Linked DNA regions of Callithrix jacchus: region 2 is linked to region 1. The links are chromatin contacts, called in public Hi-C maps. All regions are on one chromosome and are shown on one strand. Each heading gives the region's core, a stretch centred on a gene start, on an enhancer-like site or on the middle of the called end of the contact. The rest is flanking DNA. Distances are from core to core; before and after follow the strand shown. Region 1 overlaps SAMD4A (sterile alpha motif domain containing 4A). Region 2 overlaps SAMD4A (sterile alpha motif domain containing 4A).

The links. Hi-C and Micro-C count contacts between places; a contact is called where the count stands out from the background.
Region 2: a contact with region 1 is called in a Hi-C map of skeletal muscle, with 3 times the contacts expected there. The contact joins two enhancer-like sites. A contact is called at or near these places in 2 of 3 Hi-C or Micro-C datasets (both in skeletal muscle).

Annotation. Positions count from the first base shown.
Region 1 is chr8:89,251,966-89,259,121 of calJac240_pri, reverse strand. SAMD4A (sterile alpha motif domain containing 4A) reads right to left here. Exons shown (of 13, transcript XM_078334986.1): 3 at 7,037-7,156. Among named protein-coding and RNA genes, the nearest start is that of SAMD4A, 130 kb to the right of the region's middle. Within about 2 kb of position 2,016, at least 1 of the 16 cell types and tissues checked has an H3K27ac peak or open chromatin away from gene starts, as enhancers often do. A contact at or near this core is called in skeletal muscle, where this site is marked.
Region 2 is chr8:89,330,746-89,337,513 of calJac240_pri, reverse strand. SAMD4A (sterile alpha motif domain containing 4A) reads right to left here. Exons shown (of 13, transcript XM_078334986.1): 9 at 1,266-1,384. Among named protein-coding and RNA genes, the nearest start is that of GCH1, 130 kb to the left of the region's middle. Within about 2 kb of position 2,128, at least 1 of the 16 cell types and tissues checked has an H3K27ac peak or open chromatin away from gene starts, as enhancers often do. A contact at or near this core is called in skeletal muscle, where this site is marked.

The DNA of each region.
Region 1 (7,156 bases), core at 767-3,266:
AAACAGGAACATGGAAGAGAGGGAAATAAAATGATTACCTCAATTTTCAGAATCTTTACCACCTCCCCCTTTTCAATATTCTGTTTAAGATGGAAAATTTCCCCATTGTTTTTTGCTAGAAAACAAAAGCAAAATGGGTGCTTTTTGTGATTGTAACTGACACCAATTAAAGTAATCTTCATGAAAGAGTGGAGAGGCTGAGACAGCAGAATGAAATGTATTTAATACAACTCTTGCAAACATCTTTTTAAGAAGGAAAGAAAAGTAGTGTCAACAGGGCTAAGACTGTTATATGTGTGGGTTTTTTCGGCACAACATGATTATGTTTTAATAAAACCTCATAGGAAGGGGTCTCCTAAGAATTATATAAATTAGAGGTGAAAAAAATGTTACCTCACTCGACAAATACAAGACACATTCTTGTAAACCACGCTTGACTAGTCTTTTTACACCATAAACCCCCCAGAGGAGAGGCTGTAAATGTTCTAAACACAGGAAGCTTTCCCATTCTCTAATCTTCAGCGTCACCCTCACACTCCCAGACCACCACTGCCAAAACCCCACCCACCACAGAGCGACTCTTCAATAGTATCTTCAAAGAATGAATTAGCAATCCTCACGTCGACCTTGCAAAGGAGAAAAGTGTGCTTTCTACTTCTACGTTTAGATTTAGGCCTTGTTCCACAAAAGGTTATATTCTGGGACTTCTGAGTCCCAAAATCAGCACACCATCGTCCATGTAGCCTAACTACAAGAATATTTAACAAACAACTCCAAGGTCAGCATCCTTGGCAATGTCCAAACAGTCAACAGAGGAGTATCTTGGGAGGAGTATCAACAGATGGAATCACAAAAGAATAGTTCATGCTTAATCCAGTGGAGCACACTGAACAACAGCCATGCCACACAACAGGTTTATACACCTCGGGAAGTCTGGGATGGGCTGGAGTGCACACATCCCACCCCTGACACCACAGAGCCATTCTACGTCTTTACATGCATCTGAACTGAGAAGTCACTGGGTCCCATGCTTTCTAAAATAATGAAGTTGCTCAACAACCTATAGACAAAATTTCCCAACTCAAGAGCTGGGATCCAAAGTGTAAGTGTGAATGTAAGAGCCCCGTGGTGTGGTGTGTAACCATGTAAACATTGTCACCAAGGAACAGCATGTAGATATTCCCGAAATATACATGTTAGCAATGTTGATAGTAAAAATGTATGTATCACTCATCGAGGTATGAAATATGAAATACTTACAGCACAAGTCATCCAATGGGAGAGGGAAGGAACAATTTTGTGTAGGCAGGATAATCTAGTTCCCAGTCACAATTTAACTGGTACTCTTTTTGGAAAGAAAGGCCTGGCTAACTGTACAAGCAAGGACAGAGGCTCCGACCCTGGCACATACTCAGTCCTGCTCTCCTGTCCTCCCAGGGCACGGCCCTGTAGAGGGAGCTAGAGGCACACCTCCCTTCCTGCTTCCCCTCCACTGCCAGCCAACGCCGGGAATTTCCACAATGGTAAGCAGTAAAAGGCAGCAAAATTTTCACCTGTTACTTGTGCGCCAAACTCTGTCTTCAGGTTAGTAGGTCTACTGATGGAATCAGAATAAGATTTTTCCGATTTTTTTTTCATTTTTGAGAAGGGAAGCTACTTTTTCATTGCTGAAGTCCTCGGAAAAGGTAGGAAGGACCATGGTGAAGAAGGCAGTTCTCTAAATAGGAATGAGAATGGCTGAGGCCATTTCTCTCCTTCTGGGCATCCTGCCGTGAAATTGAGTAGACATAGGGCTCAGTGGCTGGATCAGAACCAGGAGGACTGATCAGATGAGGGCCCTTGGCTTTAGCCGAATCGGTGGGGATGCTACAGAAGGAGACCAGAGCTTAGGGCTCACAGGAATAATGCCATTGAACAAGGGCCTCATCTTTCCCGGGTTGCAAGCATGCTGCCATCTAGAATTCTACAACAAAGGCAGGCACTGAAAAAAAAAAACAGTGAGAGGGCTCAGGCAGGGGAAGGTAAGCGGGAGGAGAAAGGCCCGGTAGGATGAAGAGGAGCGGATGCTGAGGCAGAGTTGAGGACAAGTTCAAGCCTTGTCTACAGACCCGCACAGCCCAGTGCAGGCAGGCCCACGTTGCATGGCTGAGAAGCTGGAGAGAGGACAAACCTGGTAGGAAGAAGGAGCTCCTTCTTGGAAACAAACCTTCTAAACTCTATGGAGGCAGGCAGGAGGCAGCAAGGGGCCCCTACATCCAGGGTGTTTGGAAACTAACCATTGTCCACCCTCCCTCAACTCTACCCTAGGCACATGGCCCAGTGAGGAGAAAGACAAAGCTAACTTCTAGCCACATGGGTTCCGAGCCGGGAGTGACAGCAGTGGCCTACTGTGTTGTCTTAATCTAGCTTCCTGCCATCACCTTTGGAGATGATTGTGTTTATTAATCCATCAGATACTCATCTTCGGTTCCTATCAATGTATATGGCTTGGTGCTAGGATCTTTCCTTTAAAATGGCATTTGTGGTATCAGAGATAGCCATAGGGAAAGTTTTGTGCCCACAGAAACGTCTACCGCAAAGAACTTGGGGAGAATCAGACCAGCGGGATAGAGAAATACCTGGAGAAGGGTTCCATTTCTAGAATCAACAGGCAACATTGTAAGGAGTAGAATCCATCTTCTAAAGTACTCCTAGGCCCTCCAGACAGCACCCAACACATTATTTGGCAGGAAAAAAAAAGAGCTTAGTCTACTATCACAATACCAGTGGAGACTTAACCTCTGGCTGTTTGACTCTCAAAAGAGATCAGTATCATTTATCATTGAATACTCCCTGCTGTCGATCTGTCCTGGACACATCTGAACCCTCCCCCTCCACTCCTATCATCATCTGTGATCTCGTTTAAGAATCTTCCTCTCTCCCCAAATGCCATTCACCACTCGGGCCCTCGCTGCCTTTTCTCTCACAACTGAGCTCAATGACTTACACATACAGATTACACATCTGTATGACACCCCCTCCCTTCACCCCTCCTTGAGGGTGGACAGTCCTTCCACTTTCGTGTTGCCTGCTCCCTTGCCCAGGTCAGTGCTGATCACACAGTCTTGCTAGACCAAACTGGTCAAAAAAAGATACATGTACTTTTTCTTTACGGCTGATGACACGGGACATCTGTTCTTCCTCAGCTTTGACTGTCTCTCTGATAAGTATCAACAGCAGAAATCTCTGGACCAAGGCAAGAATGGTGAGGGGACACTGAGGCTCCAGCAGAAGGGGAGGGCAGGCCTCTCTTCAGATGATGCCCCCAGCGTCTTCCTATCAACAACCCTCCCTTGGTCTACACTAGGTCACATGCCCAATGTCTCCCTGCTGAGAGCCCCTCCTCCTGCCTCTACTCAGATGCAGACACAGGTAGGGTAGCCGATTCACCCAGAGACTCGGAGCCCAAGATGCTGGTTGTTAGTACCTAAGATGGGCTCAGTTGTCTTGAGGGCACCTTTCTAAGGTATTCACTCCCAAGAACTGTAGGAGTATCAGGTGCTGTAAGTGACTTGGGGAAAGCAGAAAGACAATAAAGTGTGGGGAATGAGAGCACAGACGCTAGTCATGCTGTCTGCGCTTCCACTGAGTGAGCTGTGTGAACTTGGGCAATTCACTTAACCACTCTGTGCTTCAGTTCCTCCATCTGGAAAATGGGCTACCTCCTAAGATTGGCAATATCTGAATTATTTAATCTTTGTAAAGCATGGGACCATCATCTGGCCCATGGTGAGTACTATGTAGTTGTTAGCTGCTCACCAACAATCTAAGGGACCAGGATCACGCTCCATAGGGCTCTCTCCTACAGGATGGGGCAGGGGAGGGAGGCCCAAAAGCCCTAAGACACTGGTTCACAATGTGTGGAGGAGGGGCCTGCCAGAAAAATTGTTAGAAATACAACTTCTGGGACCCCTTCTTTAGATCTCCTGAATCAGAAACTGTGTTTAACAAGCCCCCAGGTGATTCTGATCCAGGGTCAAATTTGAGAACCCGAGAAAATCATACCCTCTAATTTATAGCATTTGAAGCATCTGGGAAGGCTGATGTGAAACCAGGTGGAAAACATGATTTCTTACCAGGAGAAGGGCCAGGAGAAAGTGGTTCAAAGAGTGGCAAGAACCTATTTTTAGAGGAAGTTGTTGGATTTTTTTTTTAAGTCAACGATAAATATGCAAAATGTCATAATATTTCTAAGATAGGGCTGATCTCTCAAGTTTTCTATTCATAGCAATCTAGCCAGTTAAAAGCAGCAATCGCTGCATCTAAGGATAGACAGGGAAGCCACGATTTGGCCCATTTGGGTTTAAAGAGTGCCATAAGAATAAACAAAGTCTGGCCAAGCCTGTGCTGGCTCATGAATCAAACGAAGGTGAGAATTTCAGTTTTAAAGCATCTTTACCACAGGCTCACACCCTCACAAACCACCCCCACACAATCCCCGGAGTTCTGTGCTGCTCTGAGGAGGAGAGTTGAGATGAGTCTGTGGAAGCCTGGGCATCAGAGCCAGTACGTTACCTCTAAACCGTTGCTCCGGAGAGCCGTCTGGTGAAGTTTGGTATCAACTCACTGGTCTGACGATGAACCACAGGACATGCGTTAACAGGAGCAAAATTATCTTGATTAGGGGACCGTAATATTTCGCTGAGTTTGGGGGTGAGGGCACAGCTGCTGTCCAGGTTATATGGAGCTGAGCACATTACAGTTGAACCAGGTGCTAGGTGAAAAATTTGCGAGTTGGTGGAATGATCACATAAGAGATTGCTCCATCTCTTCCCTCTCCACTTTGTCCTTCTCCTTTTCTTCCCTCCTCTGGTGTCTACTGGGCACAGCTCATCACTACTGAGTGTCTGGCTGGGTATTGTGATGTCAGAGGCATCAGCCACAGAGGGCAATGCCTGAGAAAGGACAGCAGCCGGAGAAAGGGGCACGTGGCCCTGATTTCAGCTCCTGTGATACCACACTCCCTCCAGTTATCTGATAACATCTTACATCGGAAACATTTCTTGAGGCCCTTACCCTTTTCCCAAATCAATATGGCACTTAGGGGACACCAAAGCACAGAGAAACTTGCCCCCAATCATGCAGTAATGCCCTGGTGACACCATGAATGGTACTGGAGCTTCCTGACCCCTTGTCCAGGGGACCTGGCTGCCTTTTATAGAAAGTTTCCACACACCTTCTATTCCTAACCTCAATCACAAGCATCGCCGGCCCAGATGCTTCAGCAGCACCAGCAGACTCTGTGTCACCGGCTTAGTAACATACCCCATTTAGGAGCATGAGCACAACTTGTTTGCACGGGGAATGAATTAACTGAATTCTAGATATTCTTTTTTGGCTGCCTTTTGTTTTGTTTTGTTTTTATTTCAAACACAGCTAACTCATCAGGGCTTTGGACACCAAGAAAGCCAACTTTGATTTTTCAAGGGAAATCAGCAGCTGACCACACACCAGTCCCTTCCTGGTCCTCCCCAAGATGCTGAGAACATCCAAAGTCTGCAGTTTGGAGGAAGGAAGAAATACTTGGTTCATAACTGCCTGTGGAGGGGCAGGATGCATCTTTTCTTGTACTTATTTTGCAAGATGACATTAAGCAGAACAGTGCTGAGAAAATGGAAGATAATCTACAAAAACAAAGGTCATCACTTCTTTATATAATGTGAGAAGTTAACTGAATGTCCTTGAGGTCTAAAACGGGTAGAGCCTTTGGAGGAGAGGGGAGCAAGCCCCTTGGAGTCAGACAGGTGAAGAAGGGCAGATGTATAAGTGCTATCACAGGGCCAGCTCCACGAATCACTGCACAGATCTCACTGCCAAATCAAACCCCTGAAAGCACAAAGACTGGAAGAACTGGCTTATTTATCAAACAACTGACGGGCCAGGGCAGGGAGCAACTCCCAGCCAATAAGGTGACTTGGTTTCTCAAAATGACATAAATACATTTCAACTGTGTAGTAAATAAAATGAAATTTCATTGTAAAAGGGCCCCAACAGTCCCCCATGTGATCTGCCTCTGCTGCCTCCTCATGTGACTGGCCTCCCAATTTAGCGCGTAACCAACTCTCAATGACCTGTAATAACACTATTCCCAAATTAGAGCTCTCAATTTGACTTGGCTTTGGTCCCTCCCTCAAAGCAAAATAAAGCATCCGTTTTCTTTTTTTCACATTCATAATACTCTCCTTTTGAGTTGCCAACTCAAACCCTGTTTCAGTCAGATTGAGCCCTTCCTCTATTTTTTTTTTTTTTTTCTGGTTAGCCAAAGAGCCCGATGGAAAAACACCAAGAGACAAAAACAAAAACAAAATCAGACAAAAATTCCAAGTAAGTGACATTCAGCTGGAAAAGCTATGATTCACATGCAAATAAAAATCTCCCTGAATTCACTGTTATATGACGCAAGCCCCTGGCTTCGACATAAAAAGGGCAGAATGAAATCACCCACAATTAAACTTGCTCTGGAATACTGGAATTCTCTGGCTAGGCCTTCCCAACTAATAATAAGAAAACCCCCAACTGTAGCAGAATGAAGTTAATTTTGTTGGGAGCCAGGGCATCCCCACCTCAGCCAACATTCACTCCTGAAACTTCCCAACCCAATAAGCTCGTCTTCACCCACCCCCTCACCTGCATTCAGCATAACCCGCAGGGAGACAGGGCTCAGTTCCCCCAAAGGGACGTCCCTTCCTTCCAGGCAGACATGAGGGATTTGTGCTGAGAAAACTGGACTCACCACCCTCCCCGCAGGAAGCCAGAGTACTAGAAAGCTTTCTCTGGAGCTCTGGAAGATCTCCCTGAGACTATATAGGACCTTTGTATGAGCTTCACAGCAGCATCAGTATCTGATCTCAAGCCCAGGCTGGAGATAGTTTAGCAAGTAACCTCTCCTGACTGGTAGATAATTTACCACCCCACTTCCCTCTTTTCTCCCTCACGAAACTGAAGCTGATCTGACACCACTTTCTTTTTCTCCAGATGTTACCCTTAGAATACATACCTCAATCTGCTTGAAAATCATAGAACTCTGGAGATGGAAGGGACCTCAGAGATTTCCTTGTTCTGCCTGTTCTGGTTTTAAGTGTTCTTACCACACACAACTGCCAACCATGGGGAGCTT
Region 2 (6,768 bases), core at 879-3,378, 78 kb before region 1:
TTTGCCTGAACCATCTTTTCCACTCATCAGCCTGAGATCACGAAAGCTGCCTGGCTTCCATAAGGTTAAGAGCATGCAGCTGGAGCTGGTGCCAGCCTGTCTGGTTCAAATCCCCAATGTTGCTGCCTACAAAGTTGTCTGTAAATTGGGGTTAACAGCAGCTCTACCTCACATAGTTGTCACAAGGATTAAACTTTAATATTCTTAAAGTGCTTGGATACCACTTGGTATATGTAAGTGCTAAATAAATGTTTGTTTAATAAATAAGCGTTATACATACTGGAATGTAATCACACTCAGGTTTTAAAATTAATCTTTCATGAAGTCTTTTCACAAACTCCAACTGGGCTTATCTCCCTTAAATACAAAACAGTGATGTTTTAAGGCACACTTATGCAAATAAATGCCCAAAATTTTAACACGACAGGCAGAGAGCTGCTATACATGCACTGAGAAATGAAATGAATTCAGAACCTTTCAGGTGCAAGTGCAGAAATTACCCGCTCACGTTTTAAAAACGTAAAATAGAATGTTAATTTTTCAGGATGTTTACATTCTCATTGCCTTATGTCCCAACAATTTCCTATCATTGTTTAAGGCTCAACTCAACCCTTGCTCTACCCTTAATTTCTCCTGCAAATTGTCGTTCCAGTTCATCTTTAATATGAAATTGGATTCCTCAGTTTAAAACTATATTAAGGTAATGGGTTCTAAAGCACAACCAGGCTTATTTTTAACTGTATGCAAGAAGCTGAAGTACTATGAAAAAAATCAAGAATTGTACTGCTCCACTATGAGACTGCAGACCAAAATAGCCTAGCGCTGGGCTCTTCACCCCACCACCGACTATAATTAGCTTGTCTACAGCTAGAAGGGAGGAAAAAAAATTACACTACCACTTAAGGTGCAGATAGAACAACCCATTTTGTCCTTTCAGCTCCCCTTTTGTGGGTAAGCCAGCCTGTGTTTTCCTGCATTCGTTAAATCCTCCCCACTCTCCCCCCATCCCCATCCAGACTGTTACCATCATTTTTACAATGCAAATTAAGTTACAAAAGCTCACATTCAGCTCTTCCTCTGGGACTGCTGGCTCCCACAGCCTCTTCCCAACCCCACCTGTGGAAGCCATGGATTTGGAACTCGCCACAGGGCATCTTCGTGAACGAGGAATGGTGCCCTGCCATATTTCAGCCCCAGGAACTGAGGTAGGCACCGAGGCGCCAGGGGAACCACCATGCATTACAAAGAATGAAATCCCAACATACTTTCTTTGCTGTCGATATCCTGATATGTCTAGAAGGGTTTTCCGAGGGAAAGACCGAAAGAGCTTCTGCACCTGCTGTTTCCATGACAACAGTCTTTTTTTCTGTGTCTCTGTAAATGCCTGCAAAAACAAACAGGGACTTTTAAATGGGAGACGCAGCCTGGCAGTAGAGGGAGAAACATGCAATTAATAAAGGAAAACATTGGAGTCTCTGCCGTTGCCTCCTTTTCACCTGTTTCCAACCTGGTCCAAACAGTAGTCAGTCTAATTTGGTAGCTGCCTATTCTGAAAATTGAAGTTAACTGACGTTGGGGGGGGTACTTGTAAGATACGTGCATCAAGCTGTTGACAACCCTTATTTTTGGTTACATTTCTGGCAGATCCGTACCCAGCTTCCCCTTCCCTCCTGACTCCACTCCAGACTCTATTGGTTAACAAAGAATGAATTGCAAAATTGATTGTTGAGTATTCTGGCTTTTGCAGGCCCCCTGCATTTTCATAATCAATGAAAATTCTCAACCACTCCAAAAATCAATCTGCATGATGGTGTGTCGTCACCCTAGAGTGGTCTGCAGGGTGTCAGAGAATTGACTACATTCTCTGTGTTTCAGGGCTCTGCTGAGATCTCTCCAGTTAATGGGTCCCTTGACTTACAAAAATCCCAACGTGCCAGTCCTGACTTAAACCTTCTCTAAAGTTTAGGAAAATAGGTAGGTCTGATGGCTTCTCAGATCTTTTCTAGTAAAACTGCTGTGTGTGTTTTGCCTCTTGCCCTGTAACAAATTCTTATCTATGTTTTATTTCCTTTTATGTTTAGCCTTTGTGCTCGCCACAGACTAGGAAAGGACTTTATGTGGGTTAGGAGTGTCCATGGCAGGGACTCTCAGATTCATGACATATCAGAATCACCCAAGGGGACAGTCAAAGTTCAGTTACCCGGGCCCCCTTCCACATGTCCAGAGCCTGATTTACTAGATCTGAAGGGGTGACTAGAGAGTTTGTGTTTGTAGCAAGTGCCCTGGTAATTCTGCTGCAGGCAGAGCATGAGCATGAGGTGTTCTAGATGGTGAGGGCCCACATCACATATAGATCCCCTGCCAAGTGCCTAGAACTGTAACTTAGCACATGTGCCATGGGAAATCCAGGCAATTGGACTGATTTGCAATAACAAGGATGGAGAGAAGATTCTCAAGTAGTTTTGTCAATAAGGCATGAATTCCTTTAAGTAGCAATAAAACATTAGTAACAGACTAAATGACTAGTTTCCATAAAGTAAACAGATTTCTTAAACGGAGAAAAAAAATAGCTCAATTTTCTCCCCATGATGCTTAATCTTTAAGGACCTAAACACCAGGAGAACTCTGTGGACAAAAGCAAGATGTTAATCCTGTGGCAGAAACGTCATTGAGGACTTATAAACCCCTCTTCCAGGGTGACCTTAGCCAGATGCCACTAAGAATATGCATCAGGGAGGGCCAGGAGGCGAGGACGTGGCTGTCCTCTACAGTCCCTCTCATTGGTCACTGATGCTCCCTGTATGTCCCGCTACGTGAGTCCCTCTGAAACTGGGCAAAAGGCAAGTGTTTCTGCTGGACTAACATGGAGGGGATAATTTCTGCTTCTGACTGGCTTATTCAGCCACATGTTGTATGAGGACACAAGATGTGGGCATGCTGGTCAGGGAGGAGAGGTGTGGGCCAGAGGAAGGCTCTGGATGCTGATGGGCAGGGCTTGAATCCCTCCACGCCTTTACGCCCGTCCCTCTACCCAAGACTCAGTATCTTCTAGAAACTGAGGATAATGATATCTCCCTCAAAAGGATGTTGTGGGAATGAAATAACACATGAAAAGCATCTGGAATGTGCCTCACTCTTAATAATGGTTCAACAGATGCCACTCGAAGACACCACACTGGGTTTTGTTTCGGACTGCACAGACAGGCCGTTTGGTGGTGGTATACGGCTGTTCATCACATTAGGGATTCAACAGTGACCTTGAGCTCCAACAATGGCACAGAGCAAATGACTTCAAGGTCTCTGAACTACAATACTCAACTGGTCTGGAGCCAGCCTGAAGGACAATAGGCCTGAGTTTCCAAGTGACAAACGAGTAAGTGGCTCATTTCATGGATGTGCTTCCTAAGACACTACAGACATGACATCTTCCAGGGTGGCAAGCAGCATCCAAGAAGGTGGGAACGTTGACACCTCCATGGGCAGGTGAGCGCATTCCATGAGTACCTCAGTGGGCAGCAGGCTCCTTTCCTTCAGGGCTGCAGATGGGAGCCAGCCCCTTAGCAGAACTGAGTGAGAGCAGGGGCCAGTTCTCAGCTGGGTGGTGTGGCATTAGGTTGTGGCTGGCTCCACGGGTCTCTGAATACTGGTTCCTGGCTGACAGGGGAGTGCTCAGTTTTGGGGGATCCGTACTGGCTATGATGCCCAATATCTCACCACAGCCCCCTTCACTGGCAGCCCCAGGCTGGGCTGGGGAGCAGCTTCCTGAGAGGCCTGGAGGGGAAGGGAAGGGGCTTCATGCCCAGCAACTGGCCAGGCACCTGAGTCCTGGCCCCCTCAGGCCCAGACCAGTGCATCTGTCTGGAAGAAGATGGCTATGGTGTCCCAGTGTATGTGGCTGGATGAGAAGGCTCATAGAGAGGCAACAGCCTACCTTCCTGGAGCCACCTCAAGACACAGTGAAGTGCCCAGAAGCCTGGGATAATTCAGGAGTCAAAGTGACTGGTCTCAGAAGTAAAATTTAGAACTTTCCTATCCTTCCTTTCATGACTCTGGGGACTCAGTCCCTCCATCCCAGGGAGGAAGGGAGGTGTCCTGGCTCAGTCAATACCTTCCCTACTCCCAGCCAGCTAAGGAACAGCATGTCCAGACTGTGAAAGAGCATCCTGTCTCCCTGTGCCCGGGCCAACCTTCTTCCAGGATGGAGGCTGTGCGCCTCCACGGGCCTCACAGGCAGGGCGTGTTCTGCCCACATACAATAACCAGCGCTGCGGAAAATTATCCAGATGCTTTCCCTCTCTCTCAAATTAAAATCATAAAAGCCCTGAACGTTTTCCCTTCCAAAGCAGCATGCAGTCCCCTCCATCCTGACATGAACTTAGCACGCAGACACCTCACCAGCTCCTGCTTGCCTGGGACCTGCAGTCGCGAGAGACCCCTCTGGGCAATCAGAGGAGATGAGACCACCCAGTGCCATCTTTGTCACTTGGGGCAGCACAGGGATAAAGGGGAAAAAACAAAACCAGAGCCAGGATACCCAGGGAGGACACACAAGATAGCAGGGAAGCGAGAAGCATCAGGCCTAAGCTTCAGGCCTGGTGAGGGACAACTAGGAAGCCTGAGGACTGTGTGGCACAGGCAGCTGGAGGACTCATTATTTCTATCTCATGGGCTCAGCTGTCTTGAGGCAAGGTGGACGGTACCTTGTCCTCCAGTATCAATGCTGAGAGTGGGTGTGGGAGAGGAAGCAGAGCTCTGGTTTACTTTAATCAGAAGCTGAAATCTTCCCCATTCTGTCTGCCCCAGTCCACCCACAAATGTCCTACTTCCCAACAAAACACAGAGCCCTGCAGACACCGCTCTCTTCCGCCTCCTTACGATCCAAGTCTCTATCACCAGGACTCCTGCTTGCCTTTCAGGTCTCAGTGTGGAGAGGGTTCCTCCACGGAAATGCCCTGTTCTGGCTCCAGGGGATGACCTTATCAGAGGCTTTCTCAGCATGGCTGTGATGGCCTGTTTCTTTCCATCTCACCCCTTCTCCCACTACTATAACCTGCCTAACTGGGGACAGGGCCCAGGCGCTCCGTCAGGATCTATGGTATGACTGAGTTGCAACATTCTTCACTGTGTTCTTGCCTTCTCTTCCTTCACGGCTTTTTTCTGGCCAAAACAAGTCCCGTGTTGGGACTGGAAATAGGAAAGGATTAGTCAAGGCTTGTGGGGAGGCGGCCTTGTTCCTGAAACAAAGACACGAATAAGCCTGCAGGACAAGCTTTAGACTGTGCCTGGGTGCTCTAGGGAAGCCATTAGAGAGGGAAGAAACTTTTTTTTCCATTGAGAAGTCTAGTCCTTTGGTATAGTTGGGCATTTCAGAGGGTGGCATGCCTGAGCCCCCAATCCAGGTCATTGTCATCACACTAACAGCTTTGGCCAGAGCTGCTTGGGCACATAAGAATCCATGCGGCCAAGAGGAGAAACTGCAAAAATGAGGGTTTGGGGAAGTGGGGAAGTGGGAGCTGGATGGAACCCCAGCGGGGACTGTACCTTGTATGTGAAGTGTGGGTAGTAGCGGAGGGCCCTGAGACTGAATGATACCTTCAGCAGCCGAGGACCCATGGGCATGAAGACATGAGAGGGAAGTGGAGAAGGGGCCTGGCTGCACTGGGCACCTCCCATCACTGGAGCCCACTGGACTTCTGGGGTACTGGCTGCCAGTGCAGCAAAGGCGAGGAGGCCTGGGGCCTTTACTGTCTTTTTTTCTGCCCGATATGATTCTCACTTTGTCGCTCTGGCTGGGGTGCAGTAACATGATCAGAGCTCACTGTGGCCTTGGTCACCTGGGCTCATGCCGTCCTCCCACCTTGGCCTCCCGAGTAGCTGGGACTACAGGTGTGCACTACCACACCTGGCTATTTTTTTTTTTTTTTGTAGTGACAGGGTCTTGCTATGTTGCCCAGGCTCGTCTCAAGCTTGTGACTTCAAGTGATCCTCCCACCTCGGCCCCCCAAAGTGTTGGGATTACAGGCATAAGCCACCGCCCCCTTTGCCATCTTATTCTCACATCAAGATCCTACAAAAAGTCTTCACCACCCTAGGTTTATCTGATCCCAAGTTTTCTGTAGTCTAGAGCTTGTCTCTGTAACTCTTTGTGGGGAGGGAGGGGTCCCCAAGGGGTCACTGGAGTTTTAGGTCTGAGATGCCTTCTCCCAACATGCCCCTCAGGGAGAGCCACCAGTGCAGACAGCTGCCTAGTCCCACCATGCCCAGGTGTCTTCCGTACTCTGTATACAAGGACTGTGCCTGAGAGTCCAGGGGGCACACCTGCAGCCTGCCTCAGGCCTCCTCCTAAAGGATATACAGCAAATATGATTACTACAACAATCGCATGCCTAAACACACACACACACACACACACACACACACATTCCTTAGTTCTTTTATGTGCTCGCCTTCTCCCTTCCTCTCTCCAGTTCCCTGAGCTAAAAGGCAAGAGTTCAACATAAGATTTTAAGAAGACTTGAAAATGCCCAGGGCGAGGCAGTAGGGCTCTGTGTCATCCTCCAAGGCTTGGTCACCCGGGGCTGCTTCTGCAGCCAGAAGGCGTCACAGGCGTTCGCTGCACATCAGAGCGCTCAGTCTGGGCAAATCTTTGGACACCAAAGTAACGTTCAAGCTGTGTTTGGGTTTGAGGCTGTCATAGCCTAGTTCTGCCCAACCTATTATTAGTAACTGTCCACCACTCAAAAACAAGTTGTTGGAGACTAAAATGAT